3 separate regions of the Sus scrofa genome follow, and all the other regions are linked to region 1. A link is a contact called in public Hi-C and HiChIP or PLAC-seq data. All regions are on one chromosome and are shown on one strand. Each heading gives the region's core, a stretch centred on a gene start, on an enhancer-like site or on the middle of the called end of the contact. The rest is flanking DNA. Distances are from core to core; before and after follow the strand shown.

What was found. Hi-C and Micro-C count contacts between places; a contact is called where the count stands out from the background. HiChIP or PLAC-seq counts read pairs in DNA pulled down with a chosen protein or histone mark.
Region 2: an H3K27ac HiChIP or PLAC-seq map of skeletal muscle shows a contact between it and region 1, with 4 times the contacts expected there. The contact joins two enhancer-like sites. A contact is called at or near these places in 10 of 47 Hi-C or Micro-C datasets (embryonic fibroblasts, fetal skeletal muscle, fibroblasts and 5 more) and 1 of 2 datasets of contacts at active chromatin or transcription factors (skeletal muscle).
Region 3: a Hi-C map of skeletal muscle shows a contact between it and region 1, with 5 times the contacts expected there. The contact joins two enhancer-like sites. A contact is called at or near these places in 21 of 47 Hi-C or Micro-C datasets (alveolar macrophages, blood, brain and 12 more) and 2 of 2 datasets of contacts at active chromatin or transcription factors (alveolar macrophages and skeletal muscle).

Annotation. Positions count from the first base shown.
Region 1 is chr9:105,498,229-105,503,364 of Sscrofa11.1, reverse strand. ATXN7L1 (ataxin-7-like protein 1) reads left to right here. Exons shown (of 18, transcript XM_005667724.3): 10 at 2,783-3,066. Among named protein-coding and RNA genes, the nearest start is that of RINT1, 110 kb to the right of the region's middle. Within about 2 kb of position 2,269, at least 15 of the 83 cell types and tissues checked have an H3K27ac peak or open chromatin away from gene starts, as enhancers often do. A contact at or near this core is called in fetal skeletal muscle and skeletal muscle, where this site is marked.
Region 2 is chr9:105,998,214-106,003,349 of Sscrofa11.1, reverse strand. No RefSeq gene overlaps it. Among named protein-coding and RNA genes, the nearest start is that of SYPL1, 16 kb to the right of the region's middle. Within about 2 kb of position 2,364, at least 9 of the 83 cell types and tissues checked have an H3K27ac peak or open chromatin away from gene starts, as enhancers often do. A contact at or near this core is called in fetal skeletal muscle and skeletal muscle, where this site is marked.
Region 3 is chr9:105,898,826-105,903,961 of Sscrofa11.1, reverse strand. All of the region lies in intron 2 of ATXN7L1 (ataxin-7-like protein 1), which reads left to right. Among named protein-coding and RNA genes, the nearest start is that of ATXN7L1, 24 kb to the left of the region's middle. Within about 2 kb of position 2,306, at least 6 of the 83 cell types and tissues checked have an H3K27ac peak or open chromatin away from gene starts, as enhancers often do. A contact at or near this core is called in skeletal muscle, where this site is marked.

The DNA.
Region 1 (5,136 bases), core at 1,020-3,519:
GGCACTGTCTCAGGGGCTGGTCCTGGTGCACCTGTGCTTGAGTGGCTGCCTTAAGGGACATGCCAGAGCTGGGCAGTGATTTTAGGGGAGAAACATGGACTGGACTGTGAGTATTTGAGGACCACTTGCCTCCGTGTCTAAATTTATTTCAATTGGCACGATTGCTCTGGATTATTCTATCCCAGCCTCCTATCTCTGTCTGCTAAGCTCATGAGTACTCAGCATGTGACTCATACCAGCTCATGCAACAAAAGCTGGATCTGGACCTCAACGCACTTGGCTTCACAAGAAAGTAGATCCGAGGAGGCCACGCACATGCTAGAGAATCTTCTCGCCTGCTCCTAGCCCGCATGTTCGCATTACCACTTGAAGTTGAACTTTTTTGCTAAAGAAATAAAAATCAGGTGCAAACAAGGGAGACAAATAAATCAACAAAAGCTTTTAAAGCAGGCTCTTAGAATATTATTTTTAAATTCAGAATATTGAAGTATAATTTAAGTTCCACGAGTTTTATAATTTGTGGAGTTTTTTTTTTTTTTTTTTTTTTTTTTTTTTTTTTTTTTTTTAGTTTGCACATTGAATTAGTTTTTAATTATGGTAAAATACACGTAATAAAATTTACTGTCTTAGCCATGTTTGATATACAGTTCAGTAGTGTTAAATACATTCCCATTGTTGTGCAGCCCTTCGCCAGAACTCTTTTCAGCTTGCAAAACTGCACCTCTGTACCCACTAAACAGGAGCTCTCTGCTTCCCTCCCCTCATCCCCTAGCCACCATCATCCTACTTTCTGTCTCTATGAACTTGACCACTGTAGGTGCCTCACACAAGTGGAATCACACACATGTGACTTGCTTATTTCACCTAGCATCGTGTCTTTAACATTCATCCATGTGTCAGAATTTCCTTCCTTTTTAAGGCTGAGCAATAGTCCATTGTGTGTATATACCACATTTTGCTTTTCCATTTATCCATCTATGGACATTTGGGTTGCTTCCACCTTTTGGCCATTGTGAGTAATGCTGCTCTGAACATGGTGTACAAAGTTTTCTTCGAGACCCCAATTTCTATAATTTGTGTCTTTTAAAATTGAGTGAAGGATGGAGCCTGGAAGAATTCCAATGGCTTTGCACTTTTTACCATTTGGAAGAAATCAGAAATGCAGCACTGTTTTCACCATGTAATATCTTTACAGCGTCTTAGCGTGCTGACTTTTCAAGGGCTTCTTGTGCTGTTCTTCAGCGATATGTGAGTGCTTTGAGAACTGCCCTTCAACAGAAAGTAGCAGCAGTTGAACAGTATCTCAGCAATTGAGACACTGATCAAAGGCAGGACTGTGAGTGACATGGTGTCTTACTAAAAACCGCTCTTCCAGTTCCCCTCTCCTGGGACATGATGTCCCACCCACGCTCCCCCCCCCCCCCGCCACACACACACCCACCCCCCTCCCCCCACCTACTCTCCTGGCCAAGAAAGCACGTGGTCCCGGCTAAAGGCCGAAGTCCAGCAGCAGCATGCCCCACCACTGAGTGCCCTTTTCACTGGCAGGGACCTAAAAATAACATTTGGGATCTGATTTCAAAGTCAGAGAAGATGCAGGGGCTGAGGGGTTCCTGAAATAATTTCATGAACAAATTGATCAAGGAAATGATCTGCCAAGGCATCTTAGAGAAGGGAGAGCCAGCCGGCTGTGTGGACAGATCAGACTCCTCCTCCGTGAACCCAACCTGTCTTTCATGCCCGCTTTTGTCTGCAGGCCTGTCTAAGCCATGTTCTAGCCCACTTGGCATTCAGACAGCTCAGTCAGCTCCCCTCTCAGCTCAGAGATGATTGGGGGGCTGAAGTGCTAGCGTTCCGCCCTCCCGCAAGGAGGAAAGGGAATCTAGTTCAGGAACCAAAGCAAAGCTTATTCTGCCACTCATCTCATCTTTGAAGACCCCGAGACAGAGTCATCTGCATCCCCCCAGACACAGGGTCCTCCAGCATGAAATGCACAGAAATCAAATGCATATCCATTAGAGAAGAAATGGCAGGGAAGTGAGGCAAGGTGACAGATTCTGAGGAGCAAACATATACCTTTGTGCTCTGTCTCCTTAAAATTCATCCTCTCACCTGCCAGCCTTGAGCACTGCCTATTTACATAACTAGCTGCCGAAAATGGAATATTAGATAATGTTCCATGGCGGCTCACTCAATTTGAGCCCATCCCCAGGATCCGAGTGATCCAGAAGTCCTCCGACAGCATGTAGCGTGGCACGCTGGCCTGCAGCCATGCCTCCGTGCAGTGTGAGCCTGTCAGCGCTCCGAGCTAAGCAGATGTCAGGCCTGATCGCCGGGGTGGGAGACCAGCCGGGCAGAGGGGGGAGGGGGCGTGATTCAGCACGCAGCTCCGTGGCACACCGTCTGCGGGGACCGACAGCATCCCTTCCTGAGCCTCGCAGCGGGCGCCGTGCTCTGCCCAGAGTGCTGTCTCGGAGGCTGCCGACCAAAGGGACTGAGACGGGGGTGGGGAGCTGCAGGATCTATGGGGACGACCGCTCCAGGAGGTAATCAGTCAGCTCTGATGCCATCCCTGGCGCTGTGCCAGCCTCACACCCCCTGTTGGTCCTTTCCAAGGCACACATCTCCTTGCCGTCAAAACTGGAATCCTGCTGCTCACTTATAGGAGGAGTATAAATAAGTGATAAGGAAGGGTCCTGATGGCGATAAGCGGGGAGATCTTCTCAGCAGACCAGATGTATCAAAGAAGGCAATTGTGTGTGTTTGTTCATTTCTGTTTCAGTGTTCCGGTTCCCGTAGTCAGTTTAGAGAAAATTCCTAACCTAGTGAAGGCAGATGGTGCCAATGTCAAAATGAACTCTACAACCACTACTGCGGTCTCTTCCTGCTCCACCTCATCCTCTGCCGTCTCCGCCCCGCCGTTAATTAAGCCAGTCTTGATGTCCAAGTCCGTGCCACCTTCCCCAGAGAAGATATTAAACGGCAAAGGAATTTTGTCTGCCGCAATAGACAAGAAACACCAAAATGGCACCAAAAACAACAGCAAGCCTTACAGGAGACTTTCAGGTACGTGTCTGTGTCCTTAGTCTGGCTCACGATCAGGCCGCAGTTGAGTCCATCGCGTCCGTAACAAGGGAGTGATGTGTTCTTATCATGAAGCAGGTCTGTTGCATTTTAAGGGGGACACAGAGTTTGCCTGCAGACAGGACTCCCCTCCCTTCACCTAAAAAGGCAAGGGAGAACTGGTTCTCTCATCCCCCGGCCCGACGAGGTGCCTCTCTCAGCTCAGCACTTAGCAGGAAGTACCCTAGTGACCCCAAAGCAGGAGGCCCCTGCCCACCCCCGGCCCCCACAGCAGTCTGTGGATTTTGAGGTTCTTGTCATCCTGCTGACAGGCCGAACCACCCCTGGGTGCCAGGAAGCCTCACTGCCATGAGGTCAGACAGCCCACCTTGATATGTCACAATAGCTCAGGACGGGCTTAGGGCAGTTGTGTTGGTGCTGTCTGCCCCTCTCTGTCCTTTGATCTGGTTGGTTTCCATGTGGGTCCTGTGGTCTGGGGCTACAACTGCCTTGCCCACATAAGCAGATTGGAATTCTTGTTGGGCAGGACTTAGACTGGCCCGGCAGATAGGGTGTTGAGGGTCTCTAGTTCTACTGGGTTTTCTGAGTAGGCACTGGGCTGGGGCACCCAGAAAAGCACCCACGGACAGTCCTAGAGGCAGTGGTTGCCCTTAGGGGCCCCCAAGTGGATGATATTTGCTTTGGGTTTGTTGCAGAAAGAAATCTGACAGTTTCACTTTCTCCAAAAGACCAAGAAGAGCCATAAACTTTATAATGTCTTCATACACTCTGGGCATTTATCAAATGTTAAACAGAAAAGAGAAAATACGCTTGACCCTTGAACGCCTCAGGGATTGGCGTGCCAACCCTCCATGCAGTCGAAAATCCCCACGTAGGGAGTTTCTGTTGTGGCACAGTCGAAGCGAACCCGACTAGTATCCATGAGGATGTGGGTTTGATCCCTGGCCTCACTTAGTGGGTCGGGGATCCGGTGTTGCCATGAGCTGTGATGTAGATCTCAGACACAGCTTGGATCCTGTGTGGCTGTGGTATAAGCAGGCAGCTGTAGCTGCGATTCAGCCCCTAGCCTGGGAACTTCTACATGCCACAGGTGGACCCTGAAAAGAAAAGAAAAGAAAATCCCATGTAATTTATAGTCGGCCCTCCATATCTGCAGTTCCTACATCTCCTTGGATGCAACCAACCTCCAGTCTTGTAGTGCTGTGGTATTTACTACTGAAAGCAGCTGCCATGTAAACGGACCTGTATAGTTCAAACCCATGTTATTCAAGGGTCAACTGACTAGAGAAAGCCATCCTGTGAGACAGAAGCTATGTTCTTATGAGCATAATTCCTAAGCGCCCCAACAATTGTGGGTCATTTTTATTTTCTCCTTCGGGTTTGTCTGTATTTAAGTTTTTCTATCTCACATCAGGAGCTTTTAAAAAGTTTATGTCTTGGAGTTCCCATCTTGGTGCAGTGGTTAACGAATCCGACTAGGAACCATGAGGTTGCGGGTTCGATCCCTGCCCTTGCTCAGTGGGTTAACGATCCAGCGTTGCCTTGAGCTGTGGTGTAGGTTGCAGACATGGCTCAGATCCCGTGTTGCTGTGGCTCTGGCGTAGGCCGGCAGCTCCAGCTCCGATTAGACCCCTACCCTGGGAACCTCCATATGCCGAGGGAGTGGCCCAAGAAATGGCAAAAAGACAAAAAAATAAAAAATAAAAAGTTTATGTCTTAAACGTACCTCAGGCCCAAAGCATTCACGGGACACAGTTATTTCACTGGACACCCCCCCAAAAATCTCTCCACGCCCACTTCACCCACTGTCCAGAAAGAAAGGCAGAGCTTGGCACTCTCTTTGAGGGTGTGCAGCCTCCCTGTGTGATGGAGCCCCCAGCCCCTGGCTCTTCCTGCAAGGAAAGTTCACTTTCGCTCTGCAGAGGAGGCAGCAGCCCAGACAATTAAGTAGGCCTGGCTGGGTACAGTGTCCAGAGGCTGGGCTTCCTCGTCCTGGCAGGAGCATGACCGTGGCTTCCAGCCTGCACCTTAATCTGAAGTTGTTTGGGGCTT
Region 2 (5,136 bases), core at 1,115-3,614, 500 kb before region 1:
TCTACCCATGGCTGGAGGGGAAGGGCCAAAGGCACAGAAATTAGCTGGCTGTTCTCTTTTCACACAGAGGAGAGGAGCTACAAGAGGCAGCCAAAGCGGAGAGCTGTGTCTTGATGTTAACCTCCACAGAAGCAAGTAACAAAGTGAGACTCTCCAGAGAGCAGAGCCAGTTGCTGTCTTGCAACTCCCTAGTATCCCTTCCCCTTTCTCCTGGAAACAGCTCCCACTGCCCCTTTGGGAAATAAGTGCTTGCCCCTCACGCAAAGTTTCTGGACTTGCCCAACAAAATACCCTGCCTTGTACTGGGCAGAGGGATGGTCACATGACTCCAGCTAGGCCAGTTGTGTCTCTCTGGCCCTCTCCATAGCAAGTAAATGTCAACTTGCCTGGGCCATGGGGTGCCCAGATAGTTGGCCAAACATTATTCTGAGTGTTTCTGCAAGGGTCTTTTTGGATGAGATCAACATTTCAATCAATTGGAGTAAAGCAGCTTGCTCTCCACAAGTGGGTGAGCCTCCTCCTGAACAGAACAGAACAGAACAGAACAGAACAGAAAGACCTACCCTCCCTGAGTTGAGAGAATTCTTCAGCACACCGCCTTTAGGCTTCATCTGCAGTGTCACCCTTCCTTCCTGACAGCCCTTGAACTAGAACACTGGCTCTCCCTATGTCTCCAACTCCAACCTGCCAACCCACCCTGCAGATTGGGGTTGCCAGCCTCCATAATCGTGTGAGCCAATTTCTTATCATCAATCAATCTCTCTCTCTCTGTCTCTCACTAGATAGATAGATCCTATTGGTTCTGTTTTCCTCTAGAAAACTCTAATACATCTCCCTCTGGATTTTTTTTCTTTTCTTTTCTTTTTTTTTTTTTTTTTTGCCATTTCTTGGGGCGCTCCCACGGCATATGGAGGTTCCCAGGCTAGGGGTCGAATCGGAGCTGTAGCCACCAGCCTATGCCAGAGCCACAGCAACACGGGATCCGAGCCACGTCTGCGACCTACACCACAGCTCACGGCAACGCCGGATCCTTAACCCACTGAGCAAGGCCAGGGTTGGAACCCGAAACCTCATGGTTCCTACTCAGATTCGTTAACCACTGAGCTACGACGGGAACTCCTCCCTCTGGATTTTGATGCATGAGGACAGACACTCAAAAATATGACTAGTTAGAGAGCATTCATTCCTGATGGATCTGTCAGGGACCGAGTTCCTGCTACCTTTCCCCTCCAGAGGTGCTCTCATTCTTATCCTTTTCTGATATTGGTTCTCAGTCTTCCTAACAATTCTTCAATCCACCCTATGTATAACCTGCAAACCTTGACTCAATATACTCAGTAGTCAATGCCTATTGTATATTCAAGGTATTGTCCTACTGGAGAAACAGCAGTGAAAAGCTAGCCCCTGCTTTCATGGAACTTATCTTCTAACAATTGTTCTTAAGTAGGTGAATTCTTATTAAAGAGTTGGTTTCTGTTGCTTGCCATCAAAGAACCTTGTGATACTAACATTTTCCCTTCAGAGAATGCTAACTCGGTCTCTTCTCTGGTTCATTTTGGATAAGCCAGATGCCAGTCCTCTAGGAGAAAGCAGGGGGAAAGATCCCAGCTCTGTGCCATTCTGGAAAGACACTTCTCTGTGATTATCCCACAGAAAAACATGAGACCCAACCACTGGGCTTGTCTAAGTTTCTCACTTTAGAATAGTGAATGGCTCAGCAGGAACACTTCATCAGAATGACTTCTCGACTTGAGGCCCTCCATTGAAACCGTCCTCTCCTGCTCATAGCCTGAGAAGATACACCACAATGAGCATTACATAGCTTGTACCTCATTATGACTAATTTCAAGTTTAACCTTCCTCAACAGAAGCCTTTTTAATGCCGTCCCCCAAGGCCCAGAGGATTTTTTCTGGGATAGGCAGGAGACAAGAGGAGGGTAGCTGATCGGAGTGGCCAGACATAGCTTTCTCCTCAGGTAGCAAAGTTATTAGACACAACAGCAGCTCTATCTTGCAGCAAGTAAGCGTGCTGTTTGCTTCACTGTAGCGGGCTCAGTGACAGTGGCTGGGAATTGTCACAGTTGAGTTTAGCACTGCTGGCAAACTTTGGAGCCAGCTTGCATAATGCAGTGTCTAAAGAATATGATTCCAGTTGAAAAGAACATATTTGCAGTTAAAAATAGAACTCGGTCACCTAACAGCTCATACATAAACCGTGAGGCTGGGGGAGGAACAAAATGAAATAATAGTCACTGGGGATTCCTGAACACCTGCCCCTGTCACTCAGAGCCTGTACTCACTGGGAATTGCCAGCACACGGAAACCAGCCCTACCCTGAAGTCAAATGGCAAAAATAAACAGAGGTACTGACTCAGATAAATCAAGAAACATGAGTGCACCTTTAAGCAGGCAGCAATTCGGGTGGCCTCTCCAGGCCAGGCCTCCTCAGAGATTTAGCTCTATGTTCTAAGAGAATTAACTGCTGTTGATCCAGAGGCTTGAAAGCTGAGACTGAGTTAGGTCTCAGTTCTACCCACAGTAAAGTATGTTTTCACTGTACACGTATGTGTTGTGCTCTGTACAGAACACACCAAACATGGTCGGTCCCTGGCTCCCTCTAAATAGAGGCGGGGATCTCATGACCCACTGCTCAGGCCAGTAAAGAGCTAAGAATTACAAAAGGAAGATTTGGGCTTCCACACCAGGAAACACACTGAAACAGTAGTGTAGGTCTAATTGGAAAGGCCATCCCAATAAAGGAGTAGAAATCTCTCGCCTGAGTGCATGTCAAACTAAGCCATCAGAACAGTCGATACTGTATATACTGCCAGAAAAAAGGATGCAGGAGAATCAGAAGGAAGCTGCTTCCTACCCCAACCCTGCCCTGAGCAGCCCTCTGGCCTCAGCAAATTGCTTCTCCTTTCTGCACCTCTCTTCCCCTCGTTAAAATCAGTCTGTAATGCCTCTTTTCCTTTCAAACTCACCAAAATGGTGGAGAGGTAAATTGGATGCTTGTGGCATTTGTTTCTGAGTGTGAAATTCTAGAGCAGCAATACTCTGCTTCACCATCAGCTGGGGAGTTTATAAGAATTACAAGTACCTGGGATTACAATACCAGAGATTCCTGGGTGGTGGATCCCAGGCACGGGTGGATGGTAAAAGCCCTCCAGGTGATCCCAACGTATAGCCGGGACTGAGACCCAGGAGCCATGAAGAGGAGGCAGAGCCTCTCCTGCTGTCCCCAGGAATAAGCCCACGTGGATGTGGGGGCACTCACCTCCTCCAGATCTGCAGAGGGTTTCCTTTCACAGGGTTGGACAGATTGTTTCTTTCCCAGACCTTCTCACACCGACTTGCCCCACCCCTCTACCAGCATAGACCAGCAAGGGAATGAGCTAAGTATCTTGAAAAGGCAACCAGGAGTGCTTGGTGGTTTTTCATTGAGGCAAACCCCGAAGGAGTGCTTCAAGGTATTACGGCCTTTACCTCCAAGAAGTTTATTATTAAGGGTTTACTCAGCACAGGAGCATTTGTATCCAATCAGAGGATCTGACAGTCCACAGTCTGTGATGCTGTGTTCAGAACAGGCACACATGACTGGTGACGCCACACCCACTGCTGTGCCATAGGCCATTAGTAAGGGATGCCTGGGCGCTAAGCATCTCATCTCCCAACAGTACTGATTCAGGGTAGAAGCTCCTTAGTGGGGGACTGACTGCCTCCATGTGCATTGGTCAACCCCGTTTTTCCTGTCCCTGCACCAGGCTCCAAGCCCCTCCTGACTAACACATCCACATTGTAGCTGTGCTTAAGGCAGTTATGTTTCCCACCAGAACAAGTCCTGGAGGAGCCATTGTTCACTCTGTCTCCTCCTGCCACCTGTAGTTCAGTTCTTTGCCCCTGAAGGCACCCTGTGTGCTTTCGCTCTGTTGAGTGGATCTTTTGGAAGGAGCTGGAAACCTTGAAAGAGAAAGCAAAGGACACAGCAGGGCCATAGAGTGGAGTGATTAAGAGCTGGGGAATCAAACAGGCCTGGGGGTGAAGCCTGTCTCCATCACTTCCTAGCTGTGCACCCCGGGATAACATACCTAACCTCTCTGAGCCTCGGTTCACTCAACTGTAAAGTAAGTCTAGTTATAAAGTCTGTATCATAGGACTGGTGCAAGGATTAGATGAGCTGTACCTGGCGTGCTGTGACTACCCCAAATGTCAGCCACCATTACCACTGTCGTTAATTAGGAATGAAGGGTGCATGGCAGACAAGTGGCATTTCCCCAGAATCAATTGAATTGTGGAGCAACAGGACTTGGGGTGAGAAAACCTGAGTGTAGACCCATTCCCTTTCTCTATGATTTTAGATAAGTCACATCACCTTGTTAAGCTTCGGTTTCCCCAGTTGCAAAATTGTGATCATAGTAATACAAAAGTAATACCTACTTCACAGTGACTGAAAGGACTAAATGCAATAATGTGTGTAGATGTGCTTTGCAAACTACAAGGAGCCATATAATATCAGCAGTTATTATCCACATCCAATCCTTAACATCTTCTGGGTTTAGTCCTGACAGTTGACAAAAGGAATAAATGGATTGTCTAAGATTAGAAATGGAAGAAAATGAGGCTCAACCCTCAGGCCTTAGTAAAGTCCAGACCAAAGGGTGGGCCCCAGAGTGAGGAGTCTGATTAAAAGGAGCTCCTGTACTGGGCTAGTTTCATTCCTGAGTGAGCCCTTCCTTTGATTCCGCAACTGCCTGCTGTTTACTTACCATATTACCTCATATCTTTACAAAAGATGGGATAACACCATGGGGCAAAAACCAAAAGAGAAGGCAGAAAATAGCATCATGTATGTTTCTTCCCTTGAGAAGACTTTTTCCTGGCTCTGAGGGATTTTGTGTTTTTTGTCTGTTTGTTTGTTGCTTTTCAGGGCTGCACGTGCGGAATATGTAAGTTCCCAGGCTAGGGATCAAATTGGAGCTGCAGCTGACAGCCTATGCCATAGCCACAGCAATGTAGGATCTGAACCTGCATTAAGCAAGCCAGATCCTTAACCCAGTGAGTGAGGCCAGGGATCGAACCTGTATCCTCATAGATGCTTGTCAGGTTTGTTACTGCTGAGCCACAACAGGAACTCCT
Region 3 (5,136 bases), core at 1,057-3,556, 400 kb before region 1:
TTTTGAAAAAGAATGTATATATATATGTGACTGGGTCACTTTTCTGTACAGTAGAAATTGACAGAACACTGTAGACCAATAATGGAAAAAAATCATTTAAAAAAACCCTCCCCTCCAAAAAAAAAAAACCAACAAAAAAAGAACATCTAGCCAATACAGAGTCAGTTGGATATACATAACTGGCCATATAGGAAGTCCAGTGTTTGACCAGTGTCCCCCCACCCCCGCTCCTGGGGACGTGTGGAATTCCTCTTAGAATATTGGCATACCCCACAAAGCAAAACACGGACTTTGACGCTAGGGAAAAGAGGATGCTTCTGCTCTACACCCCAAATACTCTCTTCAGGCCATTGCCTCTTTTCCACGGAGGCGGCAGGTGCCCATGGAGACCACTAGGTGTCGCTGTGAACCTGGGGAAGTGCAGCCTCACGCTGCAGGCACACATCAGCTTAGTCTGTTTTCAATCAACACGTTGTCAGTTTTTCTCCCCAGGCCCCAGGGGTGTACTAGGAATTTTTATTTCTTGAGAAATCCTGTGATTCAGCTGCCCTTTATTGGCCCTGCGCGAAAGAATGAAGGCTGTGCTTGCTTCACCAGCTCTCCAGGCAGGAGGCTCTCTGGCAAGGCCACCAGCCACCTCTCTATCTCTGCTTCTGCCTTGTTGTCCCCCTCCCTTTTTGCCTCTTCATGTCCCTTCCCTTTTTATCTTTCTCTCCCGCGGCTCAGTGACACTAATGAGCTCCCAGCTGGTCTGTGGGAAGGGCCCCATCCTGGAAGACTTGTCCAAGCCCTGGTGAATTTCAAGGCACCCAAACCAGCTCTGGCATAAACTAGCTTGTAAATTCCATCCTCTCCTTCCCCTTCTGATTCTACCCCCAGCCTAAAGCAGCTCCAAGATTAAGGCAGTGTTGGGGTGGGAGCGACAGGGGACTAAGCCATCTTACTAGGAATTCTGGACCCTAGTCCCGGCATGAAGAGGCCACACCTGCTTTCAAACCCCACCTCCCTCTGCCACTTCCTAGCTGTGAGACCTTTGGGAAGTAACTCACCCTTTCTGAGCCTCAGAGTACCTCCAGCTGCATTACGTTAAATAAAAGTACAAATATAAAGGACCCCATGGTATCTTGCAACATGGCAAGCATTCTATAAATGCAGAGTGATTTTGTTATTTATTATTATTCTATAAATGCAAAGTGATTTTATTATTTATTTGTTAGTACACAGACATATCAGCACACGTTTCTACCAAACAAAGGCGTAGAATTTGGGACCCTCATTTTCTGGAACCTGTGCCAAGATGGTGTGTTAAGGAAACAAAATCCAGGGTTTTTTATTCAGAGACGCCAAACACCGCAGCTGATTCTAACCCTCTGTACTTAAGTCGACAGTGATAAAAGTGTTTTGAGCCCAGGTGGGGCTATATTTGTCAATAGCCATAGCTTGCTTGGCGAAATGCCCTGATCGCTGTCCTGGCACCTTCCAGGAAAAGGCCACCCATGGGTGGACCTGGCCACTCACTCCCACCTCCAGAAGGTTTGGTTCGGCCCTCCTGGTTTCCAGTGACCACACTGCTGCTGTGGGGTTTTGTGGGTGGCCACAAGGTGGAATCCCAACCGTGGATGCCCTGAGGCTGCTCTCTGCAGGGCCTGCGGCCACATACCCAGGACGGCTTGGGGGAACGTGAAAAGAAGGCCGGCTGGTGGGTTAACCAGGCCTTCCTGGACCACTCTGAGGAAGCCAAATGTCAAAAGGAGCCTCTGCTGGCCAACATGCGTAACTGCAGCCTCTTCTCCTTGGGGAGGAGGGGGCTGTTTCTGAGTGACCTAGACCTTGACAGAATGTCTCTGGAAGACACTTGAATACTCATAGCCAAGATGAGTCTGCTTCTGTTGAGCAGCAGACAGGTGGAGAGTGTGAGCAGAATGGAGGAAAGAATAGATTGTGCCTTTTGCACAGCTCAAACCTGTATGCGCTGGGCTTGCAGGATTGCGGAAGGCTCGCGGCTGTTTTAGATCCCAACTCATGCCAGACAGGAGAGGATGCTCTCAGAGCATGTCTGCTGGTCCTGAAGCTGGTATCGATGCTGCACGTATGAGGGTTTGATTTCTGCAGCCTTGAGAAGCCTCGAGCTTTGAGGGAAGAGATATTTGGTCAGAGGATCCATCTGAGGGTTCAGTCATCTGACTTTTCCCCACTGGAACACAATCCAATGGAAAAACTGAGCCCTTGGGCTTAGGCTTGCGGAGGCACACCCAGCTTGGTGTTCTGGCTCTGTGACCTCTGGACACGTTCCCTTGTCTCTCCATCTCTCAGCTGTCCAGACAGTCTTCCAAAGAGTGCTGTAAGGATTTGGAGGTTTTGCAGCTAGTGTGCCCAGCACATGTTAGACACACAGTTGCAATCCTGAGATTTGTACAGACCTAGCTGCTGACTAGGAAGTTGAGGAAGCTCAGCGAGGTCGACCAGCACTCCAGACCACTAGTGGCCTCTTCATGCCAGAGCTTGACAGGGTCTACACCTGAGCAGAGGGCACCTTCTACTGTTTTAAACGTTTGTGAAAGCCTCGTGGATTTCTCACCAAAGCTGGTAAGACTATAACATGGTGCAGTCACTTTGAAAACCAGTGCTGCAGTTTCTCAAGGAGATAAATATAGAATTACCATATGACTCAGCATCTCCACTCCTGGGTATGTACCCCAGAGGAATTAGAATATGTGTCCACACAAGAGCTTGCACATTAACATTCATTGCAGCATTACTCGTAATGGCCCAAAGGTGGAAATAACCCAAATATCCATTAGTAGATAAATAAAATGTAGCATGTAGCATCTGACGTGATAGAACATTATTCAGCCATAGAAAGGAAAAAAGTCCTGATGTCTGTGACAACATAGATGATTGTTGAAAACATGGTAAGGGAAATAAACTAGACACAAAAGGACAAACATGGTATGATTCTACTTAAATGAAATATCCAGAGAGGTGCTCAATCAATGGGTGCTAGGGTTTGGGGATGGAGCATGGCTATTAATGGGCATGGGGCTTATTGGGTGGTGATGAAAGTGTTTTGGAGTCAGATAGTGGTGAGGGTTGCACAGTTCGTGAAGATACTTAAAAATTGCTGGATGTAGTGGTATATGAATTAAATCAAATATCAATACAGTTGTTACCAAAAAAAAAAAAAAGATGTTTTAGCATAGCAGCTGGAGGGTATTCTGACTGTGGGCGAACACAGGAGATGGGCCCAGGGAGTGGAGCTCTTGTAAGCCTCATGTATGAGTCAGATGAACCAGCTTCCCTCCCTCAGCTGTGCCCAGGGCTGGCGGGGTCACAGCAGCTGCAGACAATTTGGGATCACCTGGAAGTACAGGGCTGCTGAGCATGACGAGGGCCCCACGTGGGCAGTGGGTAGGATGCCCTCATCCAAGCACTGGGCCAGCCTCACCTCGCAGGCACCACACAGGAGGAGTGCAAAGCTCATAAGTGTGCTTTGCCTTGGTTTTAAGACTTGCACGGATCATGTTCTCCACACCCCAAATCAGGGCTGATAATTATGGTTTGTACTCATGGGAAGGGTGGGTGATATCATTTTCAGTAAGACTGTCTCCAAAAACCTGATCAGCAGGCTTCAGTTTTCCAGGACACACTCGCCTCCCTGTTTCCCTCTAAGCAGGCAGAGTTCTTAAAAGCACAGACTCTTTTGGGAGTCACAGGCCACAATTTTTTTCGTACAACTGAGGTCTCCTGGTAAAAGGCCTTGAATCAGAACTATGCTTTTATGCTTTTTCTGACTGAGAGCTAATCTAATGCATGGCATGGATTGAAGGAGGTTACCTGGGACCTTTCCCACCGCAAGGCGTGGAGTCCAGACGAACAAAACACTGTCCAGGCCTGTTTGCTCCATTTCCATGATGCCTGTTTGAAATCTCAACAGGATTCAGTTTAGTGCAGCAGAAACACCAAGGGCCACACACACACACACACACACACACACACACACACACACCCTATCCCAGATAGCAAAAGGAGGCAGGTGTATTTGGGAAGCACCATTTGCTGTTACGTAAAATAGCTGTATCTGGTAGCTTCCACTAAGAGAGTGACTAAACCCGGCGGGGCCACCTTTATCTAATAGGGGAACAGACCTAGAAGAACTCAGGGCTTCTTTGGTAGTTGGGGCACTCTTTCCAAAACGTCCTGCAAGGTTCCCATGTGCCCACCATGCTCCACTTTTGCCACCCTGGCCCAAGCCACCGCCATGTCATCCCTGGACTAATCCAGTAGGCAACTCATAGGTCTCCCGACTTGCCCCCCTGCTCCCTGGTTCCCTGAAGTCTAGTCTCAAATCAACTCTCAGAACGACGCTTTTAAAACAGAAAAGATGTTGCACCCCCAACCCCGAAATATCTCCTCATCACACTCCCAGTAAAAGCCAAAGTCTTTACAAGGGTTTACGAAGCCCTACAAGCTGAGCCTACCATCCCCCGCTTCCCCCCCCCCCATCCACGCTCACCCACTCCCCCCACACACCTGCTGGAAGGCATCACCCCTGGTCCTCATGGTCATCACTCTGCTCTTCCTCGTGATCTTCAACCTGGCCTTGCCTTTGCGCTCTTGGCCTGAGGGCTCGTCCCAGTGGCCCGTGTGGCTCCTTCCCCACTTCTGCTGCTTGACACTCACCTCACCATGGGGCCTTCCTTCACCACCCTCCATACTCCTGACCCTTTACATTGTTCTCAGTAGCATTTACCACTGTTAACACATGTATGTACATATGAGATATGTATACATGATATATGCCTACATTTGAGATGTATGTACCTATGGTATACACACACACACACATGCACCCAATCTGTTTATCTATTATACCTCTGGAAATAAACAAAGATCAGCCGTAGGAGAAAAGCAAAGGGTATGTATGTATGTATGTATTTTTGCCTTTTTAGGGCCGCACCCGCAGCATATGGAGGTTCCCAGGCTAGGGGATGAATCGGAGCTACAGCTGTCAGCCTATACCCCAGCCACAGCAACTCGGGATCCCAGCCGCATCTGCAGTCTGCACCACAGCTCACGGCAACACTGGCTCCTGAACCCACTGAGCAAGGCCAGGGATCGAACCTGCATCCTCATGGA